Linked DNA regions of Mus musculus: all the other regions are linked to region 5. Evidence: chromatin contacts called from public Hi-C and promoter capture Hi-C data. All regions are on one chromosome and are shown on one strand. The core of a region is the stretch at or near the end of the contact, and the rest is flanking DNA. Distances in the headings are between cores, read along the strand shown.

The links. Promoter capture Hi-C pulls out the DNA fragments that hold promoters and counts their contacts. A called contact is a pair of places that touch in the nucleus more often than the background predicts. Capture Hi-C pulls out chosen DNA fragments and counts their contacts.
Region 1: a contact with region 5 is called in a Hi-C map of regulatory T cells, with 10 times the contacts expected there. The contact joins the promoter of Psmg4 here to the promoter of Wrnip1 in region 5. A contact is called at or near these places in 1 of 39 promoter capture datasets (pre-B cells), 4 of 484 Hi-C or Micro-C datasets (CD4 T cells, natural killer cells, regulatory T cells and 1 more), 2 of 115 datasets of contacts at active chromatin or transcription factors (the 230-238 cell line and astrocytes) and 1 of 9 other capture datasets (adipose tissue).
Region 2: a Hi-C map of embryonic stem cells shows a contact between it and region 5, with 4 times the contacts expected there. The contact joins the enhancer-like site here to the promoter of Wrnip1 in region 5. A contact is called at or near these places in 2 of 39 promoter capture datasets (the 3T3-L1 cell line and cranial neural crest), 1 of 484 Hi-C or Micro-C datasets (embryonic stem cells) and 1 of 115 datasets of contacts at active chromatin or transcription factors (large pre-B cells).
Region 3: a promoter capture Hi-C map of adipose tissue shows a contact between it and region 5, with 3 times the contacts expected there. The contact joins the promoter of Ripk1 here to the promoter of Wrnip1 in region 5. A contact is called at or near these places in 8 of 39 promoter capture datasets (the 3T3-L1 cell line, the SN4741 cell line, cranial neural crest and 5 more), 1 of 15 datasets of contacts at CTCF or cohesin (large pre-B cells), 2 of 484 Hi-C or Micro-C datasets (CD4 T cells and regulatory T cells), 8 of 115 datasets of contacts at active chromatin or transcription factors (the 230-238 cell line, astrocytes, embryonic forebrain and 4 more) and 5 of 9 other capture datasets (adipose tissue, embryonic stem cells, liver and 2 more).
Region 4: a Hi-C map of CD4 T cells shows a contact between it and region 5, with 5 times the contacts expected there. The contact joins the promoter of Tubb2a here to the promoter of Wrnip1 in region 5. A contact is called at or near these places in 1 of 484 Hi-C or Micro-C datasets (CD4 T cells) and 1 of 115 datasets of contacts at active chromatin or transcription factors (large pre-B cells).
Region 6: a contact with region 5 is called in a promoter capture Hi-C map of liver, with 3 times the contacts expected there. The contact joins the promoter of Bphl here to the promoter of Wrnip1 in region 5. A contact is called at or near these places in 7 of 39 promoter capture datasets (the HPC-7 cell line, cranial neural crest, embryonic stem cells and 4 more), 4 of 115 datasets of contacts at active chromatin or transcription factors (the 230-238 cell line, large pre-B cells, pro-B cells and 1 more) and 2 of 9 other capture datasets (adipose tissue and liver).
Region 7: a promoter capture Hi-C map of embryonic stem cells shows a contact between it and region 5, with 5 times the contacts expected there. The contact joins the promoter of Serpinb6c here to the promoter of Wrnip1 in region 5. A contact is called at or near these places in 10 of 39 promoter capture datasets (the 3T3-L1 cell line, 3T3-L1-derived adipocytes, cranial neural crest and 5 more) and 4 of 115 datasets of contacts at active chromatin or transcription factors (astrocytes, embryonic forebrain, embryonic stem cells and 1 more).

What each region holds. Positions count from the first base shown.
Region 1 is chr13:34,161,398-34,164,737 of GRCm38.p6, forward strand. It overlaps Psmg4 (proteasome (prosome, macropain) assembly chaperone 4), which reads left to right and starts at 1,567. Exons shown (of 3, transcript NM_001101430.2): 1 at 1,567-1,852. The coding sequence starts at 1,679.
Region 2 is chr13:31,679,922-31,683,336 of GRCm38.p6, forward strand. No RefSeq gene overlaps it. Among named protein-coding and RNA genes, the nearest start is that of Foxf2, 56 kb to the left of the region's middle. Within about 2 kb of position 1,515, at least 9 of the 459 cell types and tissues checked have an H3K27ac peak or open chromatin away from gene starts, as enhancers often do. A contact at or near this core is called in embryonic stem cells, where this site is marked.
Region 3 is chr13:34,000,724-34,003,822 of GRCm38.p6, forward strand. Ripk1 (receptor (TNFRSF)-interacting serine-threonine kinase 1) reads left to right here and starts at 1,640. Exons shown (of 11, transcript NM_001359997.1): 1 at 1,640-1,983. It also overlaps a transcript of Serpinb6a not described here.
Region 4 is chr13:34,076,697-34,079,972 of GRCm38.p6, forward strand. It overlaps Tubb2a (tubulin, beta 2A class IIA), which reads right to left and starts at 1,312. Exons shown (of 4, transcript NM_009450.2): 1 at 1,177-1,312. The coding sequence starts at 1,233.
Region 5 is chr13:32,800,682-32,803,822 of GRCm38.p6, forward strand. Wrnip1 (Werner helicase interacting protein 1) reads left to right here and starts at 1,349. Exons shown (of 7, transcript NM_030215.3): 1 at 1,349-2,363. The coding sequence starts at 1,557. It also overlaps a transcript of Mylk4 not described here.
Region 6 is chr13:34,035,735-34,039,376 of GRCm38.p6, forward strand. Bphl (biphenyl hydrolase-like (serine hydrolase, breast epithelial mucin-associated antigen)) reads left to right here and starts at 1,907. Exons shown (of 7, transcript NM_026512.1): 1 at 1,907-2,035. The coding sequence starts at 1,929.
Region 7 is chr13:33,903,802-33,907,203 of GRCm38.p6, forward strand. It overlaps Serpinb6c (serine (or cysteine) peptidase inhibitor, clade B, member 6c), which reads right to left and starts at 1,390. Exons shown (of 7, transcript NM_001382852.1): 1 at 1,307-1,390.

The DNA of each region.
Region 1 (3,340 bases), core at 317-2,816, 1.4 Mb after region 5:
ATGGTGAGGACTTCATAGCACAAATGTCACAGGAGCACAAATACAGGAAGAGGTCACAGCCTGAGAAGAGTAGGCAGGAGGAGGATGGGTGTAGCAGGGTGTAGGGGTTGCACGGGTGCTGCTCTGTATTTGAATGCTAAGTGCTGGTCCCCCCAAATCTGGATGCCTCCTGATGAGATCCTCCTGTACCAAATGATGTAAAGCTTGCCCCCCAACTTATTCCTGATTGGCCAATAAAGATGCCTACAGACAAGGCTAGGCAGAACAGAGTGGGTGGAAAAATGGATTCTGGGCTTGGGGTCTGAGATAAGGATGAGGTGGAAGAGAGAGGAAGAAGGAAGGAGGTCACCATGGTGTTGGTAGATCATGGGCACATGGTCAAGAGGACCAGCCTGATGGAGTAGGAATGGCCCAGGCTGAACATGGCCAGTGACATCTCTGGGATCACCATAAGAAAATAGGTAATATAGCATAGAGGGCTGATATCTGCCTAGCTCTAGTGCTTTTAAGCTTATTATAAATCTAAATGTTTCTGTATCTTTTATCTGGTAATGATATGGTCTGAAGTGGGGTAGAAACCCCCAATAGATATTTAAAGGTAACAAGGGGGTGTAGTAACCCCCTCCCCCCAACCCCCAACAATATTAACCACAAAGGCTGGGCTTGTTGCTTTTATAGTAATACCTCAGGAGCTCTATCACAGGAATATTTCCTTTTCCTCAGTGACTTGGGTCTTCCAGACAGGGCCTATCCCCTGATCTCCCATGATATTCCATAATCTATCTCCCTTGGGGACTAAGACATCTCACAGTGGATCCTCGGAGGGTCCCAAACCATACTCAAATCACATCACATTTTAAATCTCAATTTGATCCACTAAGAGTTACAGGAAATTTAAGCAGACTCTTTGCAGTTCCTAGAGTCTCCAAGTCTACTGTAAAAAGCTTGACAAACCGGGCAAGTTTTTACGCCTCTCAACCCACCAAGGGACTCATTCCAAACACTTTAGTGTCCCAGTAATTAAAATTAAAGGGTCCCAGGGCAGATATATCACCACCCTCCACAGGGCTTCCCTCTCTCACATTCTTTCTCAAATCTTAAAGGCTCCCTACTCATATTTCCATTTTGTACTCGAGGAAAGAGAGACAGAGAAGTTAAAGGGTTAGATCAAGACCCGAGCTTTACATGATAGCAGCTCAGGGTGTGCCTGCCTGTCTCTGAAGACCCTGTCCTCCCGCCATGGTCTATGCAGTTCTTTTTTACAGCTTTCTCCCAGGATCATTGCTGTTAAATTATGTTAGCTAGGTTAGAGACTTGCAGAGGTGGGCCTGGGAGGTGGTGGCTGCTAAAGCGCTCAAATTGTGTCCGTGTCTGGGCAAAGGAAGATGCTGAGAGTGGTTTCAGTCCACTAACATGCGCTCCTGGGAAGAAGGAAAAAGGACAGAGGTAGTTCAGTGGGTTCCTAGAGATCGCTGGCAGACTCCTAGGCGAGGCTGAAGGTACCAGGCTAGAGCAGGCGGAGGCCCTGTTCTAGGCCCCGCCCACTCATGCTCGCCCCACCCCACCTCGGCGCGCGCATCTGAAAGTGAAAGAGCGTTCCGCTTTTCGGAGCTCGCTCTCTCTGGTCTGGGAGCCCGCGCCTGCCCGGTCTCGGTGCTGTGGCCCGGTGGCTGGCGGGATGGAGGAGTCTCGGGCCGCTGCGGACGCGGACGTGTCGCTTCACAACTTCAGTGCAAGGCTGTGGGAGCAGCTGGTCCACTTTCATGTCATGCGGCTGACGGATTCGCTCTTCCTGTGGGTGGGAGCAACGCCGCATCTACGCAACCTCGCAGTGGCCATGTGCAGCCGCTACGTGAGTGTGGGCGGGGCCAGGAACTTGATGGCGATCTGGGGGCGGGGCCTAGCCGTAGTTGGGGGTGGGGTTGGGGGGACCGGTGGACCTCAAGGTGAAGGATCTGGGGTAGAGGGTGGGGACCGCTAAGAAGGGTTTGGGAGGAGAGAGACCAGTGGGAGTGAGGCTGGTCGCATGCGGCCCTGAGAGACATTCTTGAGGAGCTTCAGTGTGCCCTGGGGTCCTATTCTGAACACCTCAGGCTGGAGTCTCCTAGGGCTGCTTCTTGACTTGCGGGAACCCCGGAGTCAACCCACACGTGGACCACCTTAAAGGGAACTCATCCCAGCCCCTGAGCTCTGAGCTCACCAGAACATCGGCTCTCCTTGCACCAGCTTCCTGACATGTGCGCGTGCTACGTTTTACATTTTACATTGGGTTTAGACAACTTTTGTATTGAACTTGGAGCTTAGATTTGAGTGTCTGATAGGTACTTGACCAACAAACTCAAACCTTCCCCTTCTGTGACCTTTCATCTCTGTATGGGCAACTCTACCTATTCTGAGTGCTCTCTGGCTGTCTTTGGCCTTTCTTTCTCTCACAGGTCACGTGCCCAGAGCCTCTCCATCTCCAGGATAGGGGGTTGAATCCAAAGCTTTGCATGTGCTATGCAAATGCTCCACCACTGAGTTAAACTGCCTGTCCTCATCTCTTCCTTGAACACACCACTCATATTGGATGAAGGACTTACCTTACCCTCGGATGAGCTCACTTTGTGTGGGGGGCACATGCATATATATGCACCCAAATTTAGGAACATGCATGCACGTATGCATGCATACCATACACACTACATATAAGCAAAAAGATAAAACAATAAGATAGATCAGGGATTGCCATTCCTCTGCTAAAGACCCTTTGAGATGAATTCAGAGTATGATACTGAGTTTCTAGTGATCCCCACAGGGCCTGTTGCTTCTTAGTGTTCTTCCCTGCCCAGTTATTCCAGTAGTACTGGCCTCTGAAGTTTTAGTGATATAAGGTGAGGTTAGTGTCTAGTACCTCTCAGGCTGCTCATTAAGTCACTTGGTGAGTTGTTGAGACCTCTTCAGGGCGTCCTTTAAGTTGTAGCCAGTCAGGCAGTAAGGTCTTACTTCGTAATCAGGTTCTACTAAAACATGGCCACATCTATCTATGCAGGTGGAGAGTATGGCAGCTCTAGTCCTACTAGCGGGCTTGTGGCTGCTGACACCTGAATTATTTTCTTTGTGAGCATTCATAGAAAAGTTGTGCTGGTCCATGGAGGACAGTGTTAAAGATCATGTGTGTGTGCTCCTCCCTTTGCCCGCAAATTTGTTCTGGCCACAACAAACTTTGGAGAACACAAATCACAGGATGAAGTTGCTTCTCTAACTGGCCTGTCTGGATAGCGGCAGGGGTTTCAGTACCCAGGAGGGATGATGCCAGCCAAGCCAGCCTGAGGGTGGCTGGCCTGGGATGGAAAATGGT
Region 2 (3,415 bases), core at 265-2,764, 1.1 Mb before region 5:
TCCCTTAGTTATTGAGCATGCTCAGCCCTATAGACGGAAAAGTATCCTGAGGGGAAATTTGCATAAATTAATATGACTAGTTTTTTTTTTATCCAGCTGTGTTCTGCCTTTGATTCAAAATTAGCTAATTTTTAGAAACTCCGAGTAGTGGAAGAATTATATAAGAAAGACAGTACCTAGACGGTTAGTAGCAGTTAGAGATGGTCCTTATTTTTGGTGTTTCACATCGGCAGTTTGTTCTATACACTAGCATCTCACTGAAAGGCAGCTGGCAGTGACTTTCCCACTCTCTAGGCTGTGTGTGACATTGCTGATAGCTTCCTTTGCTGTATTGTTGGTTTTTAATCTCATGTCATCCAACCTGTCAGTCCTTGAGGTTATTTCTGGGTTATTAAAGTCCTCTTCAGAAACTTTTTGAGTATGCCTACATCTTGAAGTGCTTCTCTGAAACAAAAACCATGAAATTCTATAATTTCAAGAAAATATTTCTTTCCATGAGCTAGGCAACACTTCTTTCAATATGACATCAAACATTCAAGCAAAGCTAGCATGCTAATTTAGGCCTGTGATCCTAGCAATAAGAGGCAAGAGGATTATCATAAGTTTGGTGCCAACGTGTGTGGGCTACATAGTGAGTTCCAGGCCAATTTGAACTCTGTCAAAAAAAGTTCAATAACAAAAATGTTGGACTTTATCAAAATTGATGACTTTTTGCTCTTTATAAGACACATAAAGAAAATAGGATAATAAGCCATAGGTTATGGGAAATACTGGAAAAATATTTTTAATAAAATATTTCTGTCAACATATGGCTGATCAGCCAGTGACTGAGCAGGGGAGAGAATAGGGCTGGACTTTCTCACAGCCTGGGGAGTAGAGGGACAGAAAGGAGGGACAGAAAGAAGAGAGGGACAGAAAGGAGAGAGGGACAGAAAGGAGAGAGGGACAGAAAGGAGGGAGGGACAGAAAGGAGAGAGGGACAGAAAGGAGAGAGGGTCCAGGAGAAACCATAAGAAAACAGCTGGAGCAGAGAAAACCATAAAATGCAAATATCTTAGAGTTTTTGTCTGGGAGGTAGACAGAGTTAGGTTAGAGGATTAAAATAGATGAATACTGTGCTCAGTTGTTGTGCCTTAAAGCTTTTAAGTAAATACAATAGCCCTGCCTCAATTATTCCGGAGCTAGAGGGGTTAAGAGAAAACCGCAACATAGAGGGGTTAAGAGAAAGCCGCAACACTTACCAGATAACATTAACAATAGTTCTTCTGGGAGGTGGTGATGCATTTATGAGGTTGGACCTACTGGAAGGTCTTCAGTCACTGTGGAAATGACACTATGGACTTCCTCTTCCCATCCATGATGTGATGAGCAAAATCATTTCTACCATAATGTGCTACCTCAGCCAAGGCAATGGAGCCCACTCCACTGATCATGGGCTGGAACATCTAAAGCTGTGACCCAAAATAAAACTTTCCTTGGTCAGTTATCCCAAGACAGAAAGATCACTAGCACACACTGTACATGTGAAGTGCCCAGAGTGCAAGTCTACGGAGTTAGGAAGATAACCAACTGCTTAGGGATGGCATAGGAGTGAGAAACAAGGTGCAAATTAGGCGCTGGCAACTTCTCAAAGCTGGGTGGCAGGGAGAGTTACATAACTGTGAATTTATTTAAGATATCATTAAATTATACCCTTACAATTGGGACATTATAATTTAGAAATCTCTCTGTTAAATAAAAGTGTTCATGTGTGCGTGTTATAATCTAAGTTGGACAGCTCATATTAAATGTGCATACTAGGGTTGGAGAGATGCCTCGGCATTTAAGAGCACACAGGACACAAGTTCAGTTCTCAGTAGCCACGTTAGGTGGCTCACAATTGTCTAACTCGAGCACTAGGGAGGTCCAAGACCTCTAGCCACCACAGGATCTTGTATTCATATGTACATACTCCAACACACACACACACACACACACACACACACACACACACACACACACACACACATATACTTTAAAGAAAGTATACAAAAAGAGTTTTCACCCAATATAGATCTCAGCAATGATGATAATGGTCGGTGGCAGTGATGATGATGATGGTGATAGCAGTGATTATAGTCACAGGGAGATATTGTGTTTATAGAAATAAAAACAGAGCATGTATTATTTAAGTAAGGTGCACTTGGAGGAAACTGGGTTAAATATAAAATAAGACATAAATCTTAGCTCTACAAAGTCATTGTTAAAATCCACAGAGTTAAGAATCATCTCAGTTGCTGCATATCCTATTCTTGAAGTTGACTAACATTTTATCCTGAATTATTAGCTTACAGGGAGGTGGAAAAATTGGTGTTGTTTTTTTTTTCCTTTTAGTGTTCTCTTAATTTGTGGCCTGAGAATCCTCAACCATCCTCAGAAACATTTCACTATAAGATGGCATTGGATATTTATCAGTTTTATCATCCATGATTCATTTCCCTCATCTTTGTGTTTAATTTCTATTTTTTAAGAACAGCTGTGCTTCAAGTATATTTTACATATTTTACACATATTTTACATATTTACACATATGGGTAAAATATACACAGTATATTTTACACATATCTACCCTTTCCGTTTACTGCAAGCTCATCCGGTGTCCAACCAAAAGAAATATTCCTCAGGAGGGTGATGGATATTCAGGAATGCATAAGGGCATCATCTGGGAAAGGAGAGTCTTGAGATTTCCAGGCCCAAGTCCCAGATAAAGACCTTGGACCTCACCACCCCCCTTCTGAGCAGGTTACCTCCCATTCTCTTCTATGCATCCTTGTTTTTCCAGAACCAACCCCTTATTCTTAAAGCCTGACTCTTCCTTCCCTAGAGGACTGATTTATTTAATCAAGACTTTCCCCCTTGTCCATAGTGTTTGGACCAACTCAATGATGAATGACAAGGAGCTCTTCCTAAAATGAAACAAGCATCAAAGGACAAGAAAGGAGCGTGATGGTGGAATAAACCTCTTAAAAATGAAAATAGAAGAGTTTATGGTTCCAACTCTATGACGTTCTGCAACAGATGAAACTATGCTGGTGTTAAAGGCTCAGTGGTTGACAGGGGTTCAAGGGTAGGACAGAGGAGTAGGCAGGTCATGGGGGAAATGCTTTGGTGTGACACTATAAATGTAGACATATGTCATTATACATTTTGCCCAGACCTATAGAATTTCTTTCCAACAAGAATAAGCCCTAATGTAATCATCTCTGGACTGAGAGACCTGTAGAAGAGTATTAACACACTTTCTGGATTTGTCTGTGAGGCCATATCCAGAAAGGAGTAGATCACGAGGGCTCAGACTTAACATGAATGAATTAATCTGAATACAGTGGCATTCCTGAAAAGCAAGAGGATGTGCTGGTAGCTGAGGAAGGTCTGA
Region 3 (3,099 bases), core at 390-2,889, 1.2 Mb after region 5:
GCAATTATGAAAAGCTGCTGCAAAAGTTAAATACAGTAATGGGAGAGATGGCTCAGTAGTTGTTCTTGCAGAGGACCTGGGTCTTGGCACTCATATGGTGACTCACAACTATCCATAACTCCAATTCCAAGAGATCCCATGCCCTCTTCTGACCTCCATGGACGCCAGGCATGCAAGTGGTGCACAAACGTGCAATCAAAGCACTCAGACATATCAAATAAACCTTTAAATTTTTCAGATACAGGAGCTGGAAGTGTGAGTCAGCTGTTAAAAGCACATACTGCTCTTGCAGAGGACCCCAAGTTTGGTTCCCAGACTCACACCAGACAGTTCACCTGTAAACTCTAACTTCAGGGGACCTGATACCTTTCTGTGGCCTCTAGGAGAATCTGCACTCTATTATATACACACTCGTAAATAAAACAAACAAAAAACTTAAGGAAAAACAATGTACAGGAACCTGAAGAAGATAGCTCATGGTTCCTTCAGCAAAGTGCTTTCCATGGCAACATATGGATCTGAGTTCAATCCCCAGCACTCATACAGAAACAAACAAACAAAACTGGCCATGGAGACACCCCTGGTGCCTCTTGCCTTGGCCAGACAGCTTAGTCCATTCCACAAGCAAAAGGTAAAAGTAATACCTTGTATGGAAAAGAAAAAGATGCATTGTAAGAAGGAGCTAACTGGAGGTGGGCTCCTGGCCTCCCATATGTGGAGTTTTATACACACACACACACACACACACACACACCCAATCCCACCCGGAAAGAACTCCAAACAAACAAACAAACAAAAAACCCAACTTAAGTACATGTGTTTATACACTAGATGTATGTTCATTTGGGTACATACCTGTATGTGAAACTGATAAATCATACAGTAACCATAAAGGTTTTGCATTCTTTGCAGGAATGTATGTGATTTTCAGTTAGTGTACGTTTTTGTTAACATCGGTGAATGTTTGGGATTTGGGGGCATTTTATGTGTACTCTACATCAAAGTTGAGTTCCCCTAATGTCCTTTGACATTGAGCATCTTTTTAATGCTTATTTGTATGGTGAGGTATCTGGTAAAATGGCTGTGAATTTTCTTAAAGTGGTCGTGTGTATGGTTTAATAAGACTCCTTTATCGTGTCTTTTGTGGCCCTCTCTCTGTCTTGTCATATTTATCTTTTGACAATAAGGGATCACTGGACTATCGTGCAACTTTCTTCTTAATGACACCTGCAGCAACACAGTTTCTGCTTGGGGTTTCAACTACTATTTTCGAGGGCTACAAATTAATCACGTTTCTTCCTCGACAGGCTGCTGTGGTGGACGAACGATAATTTACCAGTGGTTCTGTCACCGTGTCACCTCTGAACCCACAAAGCTTGCAAAGGCCACTGTCGCACACAGCGCTATCTAGCGGGCCAAGCGGTCTCCGCCCTGACATATAGCAGCTATGACCGCCGTATTATTTTTTTTAAGGGCTCTCTCAGAACTCGCTCAGAAAGCAAGGCAAAAGTGCCATTCCTTCCGCCCGCGGGCCTCCGGGATGGTCGTGCTGCGAACCTGGCATGCTCAGTAGAGCTCAATGCCCAGCTGGGAGGCTGGCGCTCGCCCGTGCACACAGCCCCGGGGCGTGAGCAGAGGCGGAGACAGGGGCGGCCGCAGCCTAGCACCACCCCAGTAGTCCTTAGAGGAGGACCAGCGGCCCCCGGAACGGCCTCGGGAGCGCGGGTGTCGGTGCCGCTCACCTCCCGGGAGTCCAGCGGCGGTGCGGACCCGCGGAGGTGCGAGCTGGACGCGGCGGGAGGCGGCAGGCTGTGGGGGACCTGCGAGTGGCTGGGCGCCACTTCAGCACCGAACTCCGACCGGTCCTCGTCAGGGCCCAGGGCCGTCCCGGCCGGGCAGCCACGGCGAGGCGCCGCTCCTGACGTCCACCGCCCGTCCTTCCTCACCTAGGCCGGGGTACTTGGCCGCGGGAAGGCCTCTGAGGTAAGTCAGCGCGGGGGTCGAGGCCAGGGGCGCCGCCGCTAGTTTCCTCAGAAGCTGGTTTCCCGGAAGGGGCGGAGGCCGCGCGATTTCTGCGCGTGGACCGGAGGGCGGGGCTCGTTGTTTCCGGAAGCCGGGTGGCGGGCGGGACTTCAAACGTTCCCGGAAATCGAAAAGCGCGGAACTTGCTGTCATCTAGCGGGAGGTTGGACTCTTCTTGAGGTCGTTTTAGCTCAAGTCGAGACTGAAGGTGCGCCGTAGCCATGGTTACAGAGTGACTATGGAACGATTATTTTGGTAGGAATGACAGCTTCTTGAAGCTTTAGGACCCCAACAAGACTACCTAAATGTAACCTATCAACCCTGGACCTACCAGCTCTTTAAAAGGGTCTATTCCTGTTGTCTTGGGGCAGCAGGTGGCAGAGCAGTCGGTAGCTTTCATCGTTATTTTTGAGGTGAGCTGGCAAATCAGGAGTGATCTACGACCTCAACGAGAGACCAGTGTCAAACATCCAAGGCTTCTCTGGTCCTCAGTAGCATTTGCATTTATGGGTTGCTGCAGACCTTTTCTGAGTTGTGAAAAAGATAAGCCACATCCTCCTCACCTAAGCGTTGGACAGAGCCCACTGAGGATGGATGGTGCAGCCCAGGGTGACTCATTCTTTGTGTCTTGCAGATCATTTGATTTTCTTGCTCTTTTACTTTGTGCAAAGAGTTGAAGCTGTTTTAATCAAGAAATTCCACAAAAGACCTTTAGGAAAGTATTCTTTCTTAACACATGAAGACTCGATGGTAGAGTGAACTTTGGGATGCAATGACTTAATTGTGTAATTCTGTAGCCCCTGGAAAGATACTACTAAGGCTTGTGAGAAAGGTGAACTATCACAGCTGTATTGTATGTAGAAATATACTAGTCTTATTGAAAATGAAATTTGGGATGTTTTGTTTGTATGACTGACAAAAACAGTAGTAACAATTCTTAACTTTAATTTCCATTTTTCTCATTCTTTGCTACTTTGAGCCTTACACATAATGTTAAGCTTTCAAGATTGTAATAAGATATGTGCCCAAGGTAACAACTTACAAACTGGGCACAGTACTATTACACCTTAGTTAATG
Region 4 (3,276 bases), core at 62-2,561, 1.3 Mb after region 5:
CTGTCACCAGAAAGACAGCAGGGCAAGAGCCTAGTGGGCTGCGGGCCTCCATGTATTTGGGCAGCAGCTGCTGCTGCAGAGGGTCTTGGGAATGCGCAGTGCATCGGCCATATTATGACCACAGATGCAGGGCTGGGAGGAGCCTGGAGAAGGAAGTGGGCACAGCGGATCTCGCAGAACTGCAGAGGCAGCTGCTTTCTATCACTCCAGGCAAGGCTGAATGTTACACATACAGGCTGATGGATGGGAAAGGCAGAAGGGAAAATCAGGTGCCCCGCCCCCTGTGCCTCCAGGGATCAATGGCTGCTGGCACAGACTCCATGACAGCTTTCAACAGCCCAGTTTTATACCACTGACCTACATATTGGCTTCGGGTATTGACCCTGGCTAGGAATGTTCGGGGATGGGCAGTACAATCCTGAGAGGGCGTCTGGCAGCCCCGGGAAAAAGCTGGCCATCCTCAGGATGTAACCTCCATTGTGACTTGGCAGCAGGAAAGGGAGTGGGGAGGTTGGGTGGGCAATATGGCGGTGTTGAAAGAGACCATGTCCTTGTGCAGGCACCCGCCCACACCCATGTTAAATACCCATTGCTGTCTCCCCACTGCCGTCGGGTCTCACAGCCCCCATTCCAAGCAGTCTTGCAGAGAAAAAAGAGGACCATAATGTTTTATGTCACATCTAAACGAGCCCTTGTAAGAGAATTTGTCTAACACCCTCGTCTGTTGGCCCAAAGACACGCCTCTGTAACATCTGTCAACCCAATGACACTGCATTTTTTTCATTCAAATGACAGAAATATATATATATATATGAATTACATTTGACATGAGATTTTTTTCAATACATGTAGTGACCCCCCCAACCCAAATTTCAGACACGAAAAAAACCCAGACTAATGTCAGCTGCACCCCGCAGAAGGGCTGTGTCCCAAAGCAATGTAATGGACCTTAATTTAAGACACCCTTGTCGCACCAATCCTGGCAAGTTGGTCGGCTTTCAGGACCCGGCCCGCCCAGTAGCCAGCGGTGGAATGCGACACCAGCCGGGGCTCTTCTGGATCCCCTAGGCTCGGCCTGCTTCCGCGACACCCCCCCCTACCCCTCTCCCCACGCAACCTTGGGACCCTGACCGGATGGGACTACCTCATCCATTTCTTCCCTAGGGGTGAGCCCACCTTAGCGCCGATCTGGTTGCCACACTGGCCCGCCTGGATGTGCACGATCTCGCGCATGGTGCTGGTTGTAGAAGGGGTGGAGGCTCTTGCCCTCGGAGCAGTGCGTGGACAGAGGGCTAAGGAGCGCAAAAGACCAGTCGCCCTCCCCCAGCACCGCCTTTTATACCCGGGGACCGCCCAGTCCCGCTGACGTCATGGGGGCAGAGCCGAGGGGCGGCGCGGCTGGGACTGCGGCACCGCGAGAGGGAGCCGGGGCGCGGTGCGAGGTGCGGGGCACCCGCCTGTATCCAGCCTCCTAGGGTTATTACGCCCCCCCAGCCGGTCCTGCTGGTTTCCCCTCAGTGTCCACCTGAGGTGTTTGTCTACTGTCGAGACCTTTAGGTTACACTCTGGTTCTGCTCCCACACTGCTCATTTCCCACCACTCTGGGGACTACAGATGGGGCTCCTGCCTCCCCAGTAGCAGGACAGGTGTGGCCTCGCTCTTGGATATGAAGCCCAGAACTGAAAATGCATCTCTACTAGATGTCCTTTCTGAAAAAGGGTGCCTGCATCCTGGGCAGGACTTGAACTGCAGCCCGGTTCTCTCTTTCAAGTCTGCTTGGTAACTAAGGGCGAGTAGAAAGCCAGACGTGATACCGCTTGGGAGGAAAGAGGGGAGGATCAAGTGAGGGTCTGGACTGTTTCAAGGACGACAAGGATGCTATACAGGTCGATTGCTAGGTATAGAGGAGGAAGAGTGACGTTTTTCTGGTCTGGACTCTTGGGTCCTAAAAGCCTCTTAAAAGTCGAAATTTCTGCTCTCAGACACGTGTTGGAGCGAGAGAGCAAGGGAGGGAAGTGGAGGTAGCTAATATAGTGAGTGTGAGTTGAGATGCTGGTCTGAGAGAGACACTGGTTTTCATGGGCTGGGTAAGTTAGCCAAAGAACCTCACTGACAAAAGGTCACAGTGATCACGTTTTGGACACAGTGCTTAAAATATATTTGTTAAATGACTCACTTGTTTTCACTTTTAAAAATGTGATAACCAGGAAAATATAAAAACACGGTTGCAGCCCACATTCAGGGCTCACATTTCCTTCTCTCGGCTAGTACTGTCTGTCCCACAAAAGGCATCAACACTACCCAGATTCCTCCCCTCAGAAAAGCAAGGTTTAAAACCTGACCAGCTACAAATTGAGGAAGCCCGAGAACCTGCAGTTTTTCTATTAGCAGAAACCCTAGGCTTGGCGCTAGGACTGGTCCACCAGGAGTTACTCTTCGTTGGTCTGGCACAGTGGAGGGGTAAACAGGAGCTTCCACCAGTTCCTCTCGGGAGCCAGTTTCTTCAAATACTAAATAATTATAGGTGCCGTGGAGCTGGCTTTGTGAACAGGAAATGAGAAGGTGTATATGAAAGCAGGTTGAGTTTATGGAGTGAAAATGCCTTCATAAAGTCCAAGGGGATGCTGCTGTAAATGTGGATCTTGTTTGCCATGTTAATATTGGGTCATTTGCTGAGGTGGGAGCCACAGCCAGTCACTCGTGATTAAGCCCAGGTGAAGTTACATCATCGTGGATTCCGCTTCAGGGACCCAGGCCTCCAGGCTCCTCCATCCTAGCAGGCAGGCTGTGCTGGGGCCTCCTCAGATGGGAATAGATGTCCTAAGTGCTCTTCTTTCTCCTTCCCATCCCCAAGCTGTTGGGTCCCAGGTTTGGCCTTCAGAGTTTTTCCCCCAATCTGCCTCCATCTCCACATCATGGGTCTTCCTGAATAGCTAGAAGGTTCCAGAACCTCTGCCGAAATGGCTTTGGAGAATGTCACTGATTGTGGCACTTCACAAAGGTTTCCTGAGACAGTTGCCTCCTAGCGTTTGTGGCTTCATTCCTAATGGAAGTTTAAGGCCAAGCGGAAGAGAGGAAGAGATCCTGGGGATGTGAGGCTCCTTAGCAGGCAGAGAGTAGTGATGCTTTTCTACCATTTCCTAGCTGGATCCTCCAGCCACTCAGCTCACCTTTGAGCCTACATCACCAGATGAAAATACTGTGCTAAAGGACAAGCCACACCCCATGTGCTCTGGACACTGAGTGGCCCTGAAAGTAAGTGAACAGTGACTGTGT
Region 5 (3,141 bases), core at 99-2,598:
GAAAACAGTAAATAAAAAGTTTCTACTGTAACTTGCTGTATACTGTTGGGTGGTAAAGTAAATACACACTCAAATTTTGACAAGATTCATAAGTCTTTGCTTTCCCTTAACACATTTAATTTCTGATTATCAGCAATAATCAATTATAATAAAATTTTGATGTTTTTGGTAGCCCCCAGGTACAGGTTGAGAATTCCAGCCTTAGCAACTTAACAAGTCACACTCCTCTCAATCTACCTATATGTATTTAAATATTTTAAAAGATGTATTACATTTATATTTACATGTTTTGCCTGCATGTATGACTGTGCATTACCTAGGTGTAGTGCCCCCAGAGGCCAGAATAAGGAGCCAGATCCTCTGACCTGGTGCTGCAAACTGAAAGAGGAACCTACAATAGCAGCAAGTGCTCTTAACTACTGAGCCACCTCTCCAGCTCCTTTTGCATCTTTCCAAGGAGTAACTTACAGAAAAGCATAATAAAATCATAAGCAGTAATACATGGATGTAGACTACCACACTAACTTTTTAAATTTGCTTTTCAAAAGTAAAAATACAATTTTGTATTATGTAGCCCTGGCTGACTTGGAACTCAAAATGTAGACCACGCTGGCCTCAAACTCTGAGATCCACCTGTCAGTGCCTCCTGAGTACTAGTATTAAAGGTACACAGCACTACACCCAGAGAATATACATTTATAAATGCCTATTGTACTCATTTCCTGCTCCTGTCTGCTGGAAATACCTTTAAGGACTGCCTGCCATCATTTTGTTATTGGGATACAACGGTGATTTTCAGTTTACGACTATTATATCAGCTAGAGATAACTATTAAGCAAGTACTTTGGGCGACAGGTCCTAAAGTAAAATTAAGGGGCACAGGGGAGGGAATCCCTTTTATTGCATTTCCTTGAGCAGCCTTCGGAATTGAACTTTGTCTACCTGTGTAGCTCTTGTGTGTTTATGTCGAAGCCCTTTCTCCAGCTTCCTAGGCACTTCTGGGGTATTTCCACTTCGTTTTAGTTTTATTACAAATATTCTCCCTGATGACAGCATTTCTAGTTCCGCACCCAGAAGGCCAAAATCCTGGAAAGCCAGGTTCCCAAGTTCCCTCCGCTTGGGTTTTACTCGAAGGCGGTTGTTTCCGGTACTGAGCAGGCATGCGCACGCGCACCACGCCTATCCAAGCAGCGCCACAGAAAGGCTCTTCCCAGGGACCGAAGAAGACGAGAGGGCCTGTTGTGACGGAGAACTACATTTCCCAAAGTTCAATGCGAGAAATTGCCGGCGGCGATTGGGGGCATCGGGTTGCGGAGTCTTCTGCCCGCTTTGGACTACACTTCCCGACACGACTCGCGAGGCGTTGCCAGCTGCGGGCCGAGGGCGAGTTGACGCGGGAGCTCAGGACGTGAGGCATGAGCGGCGCCCTCCCTCGGCCCGTGCGTGTCCTGCTCCCTACCCGCGCGAGGGTCGCGCGGCACCGGGCCTAGCGGCGGGCATCGGCGTTCTCAGGGGCAGGTGCAGCCGCACGGGCGCCAGGGAGGGCAGCTGCCACCATGGAGGTGAGCGGGCCGGAAGACGACCCCTTCCTGTCGCAGTTGCACCAGGTGCAGTGCCCAGTGTGCCAGCAGATGATGCCCGCCGCGCACATCAATTCGCACCTGGACCGCTGCCTGCTGCTGCACCCTGCGGGGCACGCGGAGCCAGCGGCCGGCTCTCACCGCGCTGGGGAGCGGGCCAAGGGGCCCTCGCCACCCGGCGCCAAGAGGCGTCGACTGTCGGAGAGCTCGGCGCTGAAGCAGCCCGCCACCCCGACGGCGGCCGAAAGCAGCGAAGGCGAGGGCGAGGAGGGCGATGACGGCGGCGAGACCGAGAGCCGTGAGAGCTACGACGCACCGCCCACGCCCAGCGGTGCGCGCCTTATCCCGGACTTCCCGGTGGCCCGCTCCAGCAGCCCCGCCAGAAAGGGTATGGGGAAGAGACCAGCGGCTGCAGCCGCCGCAGGCAGCGCATCCCCGCGCAGCTGGGATGAGGCGGAGGCGCAGGAGGAGGAGGAGGCGGGGGTGGACGGCGATGGCGACGCGGACGTGGACGGTGAGGACGATCCCGGGCACTGGGATGCGGACGCCGCCGACGCCTCGTTCGGAGTCAGCGCGGGCCGCGCGCATCCCCGGGCGCTGGCGGCGGAGGAGATCCGACAGATGCTGGAGGGCAAGCCGCTGGCTGACAAGATGCGTCCAGACACGCTGCAGGACTACATCGGGCAGAGTAGGGCCGTAGGGCAGGAGACTCTGCTCCGCTCGCTACTGGAGGCCAATGAGATCCCTTCGCTCATCTTGTGGGGCCCGCCAGGTTGCGGTAAGGTGAGTGCTGCTCTTGCTGTTTTTGCCAAGGGCCGCGGAGGTATTCTGAGCCGGGTGCGGTCCTTAGATTCCGGACCCCTCCTCTGGAGAGGGAGGCCTGGGGGCGCGGTCCTGATGCGTGAGCGGAGTTTGTAATACGCAAGCAAGCATGCCATTTCCCCAGATTCCCCAGACCCCTTGTTGGGCGTTTTTCACAAGAAAATGCCCAATTTTCTTGGTTTATGCAGAGATGTGGACAGAGATTTGAGCTATCTTTGTGGTCATATCCATGATTTTTAGTGACCCAATTCCAGGCAGGGGACATGCTGCAAACATTGGGGAAGAAACATTTTGTATGCTCCATTTGTTGTGGAAAACTAATTAAATTTTTTCTATTATACTTGACCCCCTCTCCCACTAATTGGCTTATTCTAACTGGTTTTTGGAACTAATAGAAGTCTCTCTTCTGTGATTCGTTTTCAACAGGCATTTCCATAACTTTCCCATACCAACTGCTGCTTGAGAAAAGCATCAATGTTCTGTTTTAGCCACAGCCAGAGGAGACTGGTTAGAATACCGTGGGTTTAGAGAACAGGTCACTGGAAGAATACTTGAGAAAATGTGGTGAAGTGACAGTCCTGCTCATAGGATACCCGGACCGTCCTGTGGACAGTCAGGAAAGGGCCCAGGATTATAAAGAGCTCTTCTCAATTTACGGTTCAGACTGCTTCATTCACAAGCACATTCCTGATGCTTATCCTGTTTTCCTTTGCAGCTCCTCTCAGCCACACCTCTTTAT
Region 6 (3,642 bases), core at 657-3,156, 1.2 Mb after region 5:
TTTTTTCTTTGCTTTCTTAAGAGTTGTTTACAAAAAGATGCAACCTATTCTAACAGGGTAAATATTTTCAACCATTTCACTTTAAGTTAATGAAGGTTCATAAATGAACAACATACCCACTCAGTATCCTATCTATCTATTTATTTATTTATTTTGTGTGCACATGTGCTTTTTTTTTCTTTAATGTGGAGGTCAGAGGCCAACTGATGGAAGTCAGTTCTCTATACAAGTAGGGCCTACTTACTTCCTTGGCAGAATCTTCTACCTTCTATGTTACCACATTTTCCAAAATGTCATGTTTATATTCAGTGAAAATTCCAGTAGTGTGTCAACTCTTGTCCACATATCTGGGTGTTCCTTTAATTGCCTCTGCTGTATTTTGCTGCATCCCCAGCACTTGGGAGGCTGACACAGGAGGATCAAGCATCCAAGGCTAGCCTCACCCTAGGCTTCTCTATGGTATAAGCAGTATACAAAGATATCTAAAGGGTTGACAACCAGATTGTGGCTAAAACTGAACCACTTAATCTGATAATGTTTTATAACTGCTGACAATATTTTTAAAAAGGGCCTTAGAAGGTGAGGTAGGGGAAGAGGGGAAGAAATCAAGGTTCCCTTCATGGTTTTATCGCTTCAAAAAATGGGGTGGGGTTAAAATGGAGGACAGACTCAATGACATTTACAAATAAGTGATTATAAAGAGTTAAGAGCTAGTGTAATTGTAGTAAGAGGTATGATGTTTTCATATAGCATTAGGAAGCTAAGCCGACCTGAATACCCCTCCACAGCTCTGTGAGCCAAGCCTTTCTAACTTCTCTTCCCACTGTTTCCTCGTCTATAATCTGGGGTAAGAAGTATGGATGGAGAAGGAGCATATACTAATTAAAAATATAGTGACACACTTTAAGGCACCTGGCACAAAAATGACTAGTTTTTGGTATGAAGTATTGAAAGCTCCCTCCCCCCCCATTACTGGGACTAGTCATTGCTGGGTAATTGGATCGTGAGGACTCTGACTTAATCAATGGAGTTATCTATTAATGGATTCATAGTTTGTTGGTATTATTGGAAGATATAGGAGGTGGGGCCTGACTACAAGAAGCAGGTCACTGGGAGCATGCATGTCTTTGAACAATTTTTCCTTTGAACAGTTTCTTCCAGTTCTTTCTCTTCTCCCTCTCAGCCTGTTAAGTGCTCTTAACACTTAAGTGCCTCCGCTCCCACCATGCACTGCCTTTCCTCGGGCCCAAAGAAATGGGTCCGGATGACCTTGAGCTTAGAGCTCTGAAACCATGAACCTTTCCCCCTTTTACATTGTTCTCAAATGTTTGTCACAGTGGTGCATAAAGCTAACACAGCAAGATGTACAAATGATGAGTTCTTAAGACGTGCATAATAAATGTTGCTCTAAGTAACCTAAAGGCTTGCTACCATTATGCTTAGCATCAAGGGACCAGGGCTAGATAATGTGGGAAGTGGGACATAGTCAGGTGTAGTGATGCAGGCCAGATGTCCCAGCATGAGTCAGGAGGATCAGGAGCTCAAGATCAACATCAGCTAGAGTTCTAGGCCAGCTTGAGCTTTCCTTCCTTAACAGAGGCAGGATGGTCTGCTGTGCACTTGTCTCTCAGAGGCTCTGCTTAGATACCCTTTAGGTGAAGGCAGCACAGCAGGTGGCCCCGCCGACCCATATCCTTGGACTCCTTGGCAGTTGCAAGCAAGGAGCAGTGCCTACTGAACTGTCCACCCTGAGAGAGCTAGGACTAGAAGGACACGCTCTGTTTTTGTTTCTGGGCAGGCCTGACAAGGAGCAGAGCGAGCTCCAGCAAGGCACAGCGGGCCAGGGGCGGGACTTCGAGCTTAGCACTTGAAGGGTGGCATCCAGCCGGGCGCATGCGCGTTCCATGGAGCTTGTGCGACCTGGAGCTATGGCGACCGCAACAGTTCGCCCGGCGGCCCAGCGGTTGCGGCTGCTCCTCTCGCCCCTGAAATCCCGGATCTGCGTACCCCAGGCCGAACCCGTAGCCACCTTCGGGTAATGGCGTGCTCGGGGCAGCGAGGGCCACTGGCCGGGGAGGGATACGGACGCCTGGCGTTGTCGGCCCTTCCTTGCTCAAACCCCACGTCCAGATCCCGCAGAACTGGTGTGCGAGCACTTTGATGCCTGGGGTTAGGTTCTACGTGCTGGGTGGTGGTCCAGCCTCCTCAGTGCACAGGGAAGGAACTGGGGAGGAAGGAAGGGGTGGGGGGCTTGCTGGCCTCTTAGCCATTTGCTGGGAACAGTAATTATTCCTGCCAAATCAGAAATCTGCCTAACCTGCTTCAGTGGCAGGCAGGGCCCAAGTTTCCTGAGTCCTTTTGCTTGCTAATTTTAAACTTAAGTGTGCAAGACAATCTGCTTGGGAACCTGTGTAAATTCAAAGTCCCAGGTTCCCCTGCCAGAGAGTCGAGTGTGTGTGTGTGTGTGTGTGTGTGTGTGGTGATGGCCAGGACACCGAATCTTCACTTCTATTTCCCTCTACACTACACTCCAGCCCTTTGCTAAAATAATAACATTCATGGAGACCTGCTGTCTTGAAAATGGGTGCACGGTCTCAAGAGAATGTAAGCAGAAGATGTGGATAGAGCAGGCTGAAGTTGTGCGCATCCCTCCATGTTATACACATGCAGACATAGGCAGTGGTCGTGTGCAGTTTACTATCGGTGGGCCATTGACAGTAGTAACGAGCATTTGGAACTTTATTAGACCTGATGTGGAAACCAATCGTTTGAGCATATAATCTGGAAGTAGAAAGAACGGAAAAGCGACCCATTTTTTTGTTTGTTTGTTTGTTTGTTTTTAAACATTAGTAGCATGATTGTGTAGCTCTCTTAGTCTATATCCAATTCAGATTTCTTCTCTCATATGACTTTAACAACTTTTTAAATATACACGTTGGAAAACATATCAGTGACTCTGGTTGTATAAATTGCTAGTGAAGAGGCATGTTATCCCGTTTCCTGATTGCAAAAAGGGCTTGAACGAGGCTACTAAGGTTGTGTTAATGTCATGCTCATCGGCAACTTAATGGCTGTTGAGAGTCTCATTCACTTAGCTGCACTGGAGACCACTCTTCCTAAAAGATCTCTGCTAAGGTTTCCCTTAGTCTCACCCTGCATTGTTTTAGAAATACAAACGGCCTGTAACCTGAGAAACAGCTCCAGGTGGTTAATCCTGAAGCCAGGCTGCAGCCTCAGCCGCAACAGTCCCATGAAAACCTCTTCACAGCCAGTGTCCAGCCCGCAGGTAGCTGAGTTATGCACCACAGAGTTTCTTGTAAATCTGATACTTGGAACTTTGACCCTTTCCTTACTTCATGATCTCTGTGATCTGTTGAAAAGTCATTTTTTCTGTGGGGAGTTGTATGTCCGTTCTGATGTTAATAATTTACTAAATCTGACAGTCTGAAAACAGTATTTTCTGAGTTAACCTAAGGAGGTCCGGCCAGAGAATCAGGTCCATTCCTTCGCCTCATCGCTGCCTCCACCCCCCGACTTGGCAATGAGACTGAATGCCACTTTTGCCAGGAGATTAAAGAGAATCATGGGCTTTTGAGATCACATAGTCTAAATAACTGTATTATTGACCCTTCTTAGCTGTGT
Region 7 (3,402 bases), core at 140-2,639, 1.1 Mb after region 5:
TGCCCTTGATACCTGTGAGGGCAGAACCAAACTCCAGTCCAGAGAGTAAATCCTTCTAGTGAATAGCTATAGAACTAGATCCCTAGATTTTCATGGTTAAAATGAGTTATATTGCTTATAATCCCAGCACTCAGGAGGTAGAAGCAGGTGGATCTCTGATTTCAAGCCCAGCCTGGTCTACAATGTGAGTTCCAGGACAGCCAGGGCTGTTATACAGAGAAACCCTGGGGAGGCAACAAAACCAAAACCAAAAGGGGGGGTTACATCTATTTCCAACTTTACCCCTTGTAACTGGTTTAATGATACCTCTTCAGAGAGAAGAATGTTACAGTAGCCTTAGCCTTCTACACAGCTCTCTGATGAGGCCCATTAAAGAAAAGCTGTTTCAGATCAAGAGAATGAACTCTAGCTATGGGCTGGGTATGTCTAACATTCCAGGCTACTCAAAAACAATCAGTACTAATCAACTGCCTAAGAGACCACACCTCGGAAGGAGATCCAGCTGGTGCCAAGATAAATATATGAGGGTAATAATTATCCCTTGAGAAGATAATGCACTTTCCCTTCCCAAAAGCCCGAATCTGTTATGTCCCTCCCAAGCTGCTGTGAGGCTCTGTTTGCTCTGGCCATCTTTCTGAGTCAAGACCTGGAAAAGCCTTGGTTTTTCTCTTTTTTCTCCCTTTTGTCTCTTACTTTCTGATTCCTGGCCACAGCTTAAAGATGTCTTCCTAGCTCTGTATTCGCTGTCCCTTTTTGCCATTTGGCTGCTTGCTGAACCTTCACCCTCACTCAATTAGCAAGGCCTTGTCTCCTCCTCTACTCCGTCTCAAAACCCTCAGAAGCTGTTCTCTGGCATTTCTTTCAAACTCTAATAAAACCGTGTTCTAGTTTCCTTCTGTGTCTATTCTAAATAAATAAATAAGTAAATAAATAAGGAATCTAAGAACTATTAGAGAAACTCAATTTTCCTAGAGACAAGTGGTCCTCCAAATAGGGCTACCTAAAATTTCCAGTAATATTGAAACCACAAGAATGCTATTTTTCTGTACTTTTAATTCTCAAAACAATTTTAAGAGAAAGGGACATTTCAGGTCTGTTACTAAGGGGCAGAGCAAGCTCAGCACAGCAAGGCTGTGAGTCTGCCAACAAAACAAAGAGAAAGGGAGAGAAAAGATAACTCAATCTAATCTGGAACAGAAATCAGATTAAAACTTTCTGCGTGTCTAGGCAGACACTGGATCCTTAACACTTCGCCTGACAAGAGTTTAGTAGAAAGCATATCAAAGTGATCAGGTCAGCTCCTTACCAGTATCCTTCTTCTTACACTGAGGGCCTCCAAAGACTTGTCGTTTGAGCCTAACTTCACAAAGACCATAACGTCTATAAAAGCAGGTCCAAAACCCTTGACACTCACTCCCAGGCCTCTTCATCCCCACCTCCTCCCACCTCCCCACCCCTGGTCCCCGCCCTCTGAGATTCCAAAGACTGTCTCTCGTGTCATGAGTCCTGGATCTCCAAGTCTGGGCAAGCAGTCACATGTGGATCCGGATCTGGGACACCGACCCCATCGTGAACAAATCAACTCCTCAGTGGGTGCTGAACTGACCAACGCCCCTTGCATCAGAGCCGAAGGCGTGGCCACCAGCTGGCCCAGAACACAAGGAGACTTACTCTCCAGACAGTGTCAAAGAACCACTGCAGCAACTGCATAATTCAAGATGAAACCCCTACCCCTGATCGCAGGTCTCTAGGCCAACGCCACACCCGCTCCTGCCACCCTCGTCCCCAGCGCCCTGTGCCAAAGCCTGCATCAGCCTAGCCTACCCCGACACTAGGTTCACCTGGAGATAGCAAGATGAGCAGAGATCTGAAAGGTACTGGCTGTGCCCAGGGCTACTGGCTGGGTGGAGAGGCAGGTGGAGACTGGAGCTCTGGGCGCTGGCCTATTGTGTTAGGAAATGCAGAGGGCAGGGCTAGGTTACCTGAGCCTAACAATGCAGCAGCCCACCCTTTGTCTCCTGGCCACCCGGTTGCCAATCCAGCTGCGGATTTTTCTGGTCCTGAATGCCTTTTCTAAGAATGCCTTTTCTAACAGCAAGCTCAACAGGAGCTGGAGGCTCTGGGTGGTTTCCTACAGAGGACTAGAGTGTGGTTTCACCAGCCTTCTCATTCTGCATTTGTCAAGTTGATAAATGCATTAGGTGAGTTATAGCAAAGCTCTTATGACCTCATCATTCCACAAACCCCCCACCCACCTCCTAATACTTCACATGAGGGATTGGCTTCATCATGAGTTGTGCTGGAGACACTTAAAGCACAGCACTCCAGGCTCTTATGAGGAAGGCATCTGTTTGCTGAGCCCACAGAGAAAGCAATTGGGTATAACAGGATTCTATTGTCTAGTTATCACTACAGCGTTTCTCAAACTTTGCCTCCAAAACACTGTTTCCCTTCCTGTTTTAAAGGGCCGTCAGCTTGTCTCAAAACAACTAAGACCTTCACAAGGACAGAGGTTCTTCTCAGCCTATGAGCTAACTACCATAACTTCATAGGTAGGCAAAATCCTCTAGAAAAATCACAATCCTGTCTTTTCAGAAAGTTTATGTGTGAGCATCAGCTTTAAGAAATTTTATTATATAGCTGGGTAGTATTGGAAAAATGGTGCCAATGGCTTGCCAGATGTGATGTAATTGTTTCATTTGTTCTACAGACTTACTCTACTTACAGAACCATCCAGGAGCCACTTGGAAGCAGAATAGAGAAGATACAGTTTCTGCCCTCAGCACAGATGGGCTAGCAGATGACATATGTTGTGGTATGTGCAGTACCTGTGCTGAATACAGGGGCAAGAACAAGTAGAAGCAGGAACGGCAGGTTTACCTTTGGGAATATGGACTAAAAGTGATGTCAGAGTCCTTAGCACTAGGACAGAACTGAAGACTCGGGATGAGCTGAGTAAATGACACACAGGAGAGAATGTTCCAACTGTGCAGGCTGGGAAACATGGAAGTGTGCCTATACCACAGGAACCCTATAGCTCATAAGATATCATTAAGTAGGAAGCAATTTAGCTTAGATACTAGACTGTTTTATATTCATGACATCATGCCAGTGGGTTTACACACTTTGGAGCATGTAGCAACATCCTCAGAATTAAGATAGGAAAGCTTGCTTCACAGCAGTGTGGAAGCCTGGCAGGAGTGGGAACCAGGCAGGGAAAACAATGCTGCCAAGTTTTCAGATAAAAATCGCTAACGGGAACCAGACAGGTGCTTACAGAAGAGGACAGGCAGTACTCGGTGCACTCCCTTAATCCCAGCATTGGGAAAGAGGAGGCAGGAAGATCTCTGCAAGTTCAAGAACCACCTGGTCTAAATAGAAAGCTCCAGGCCAAACAAAGCT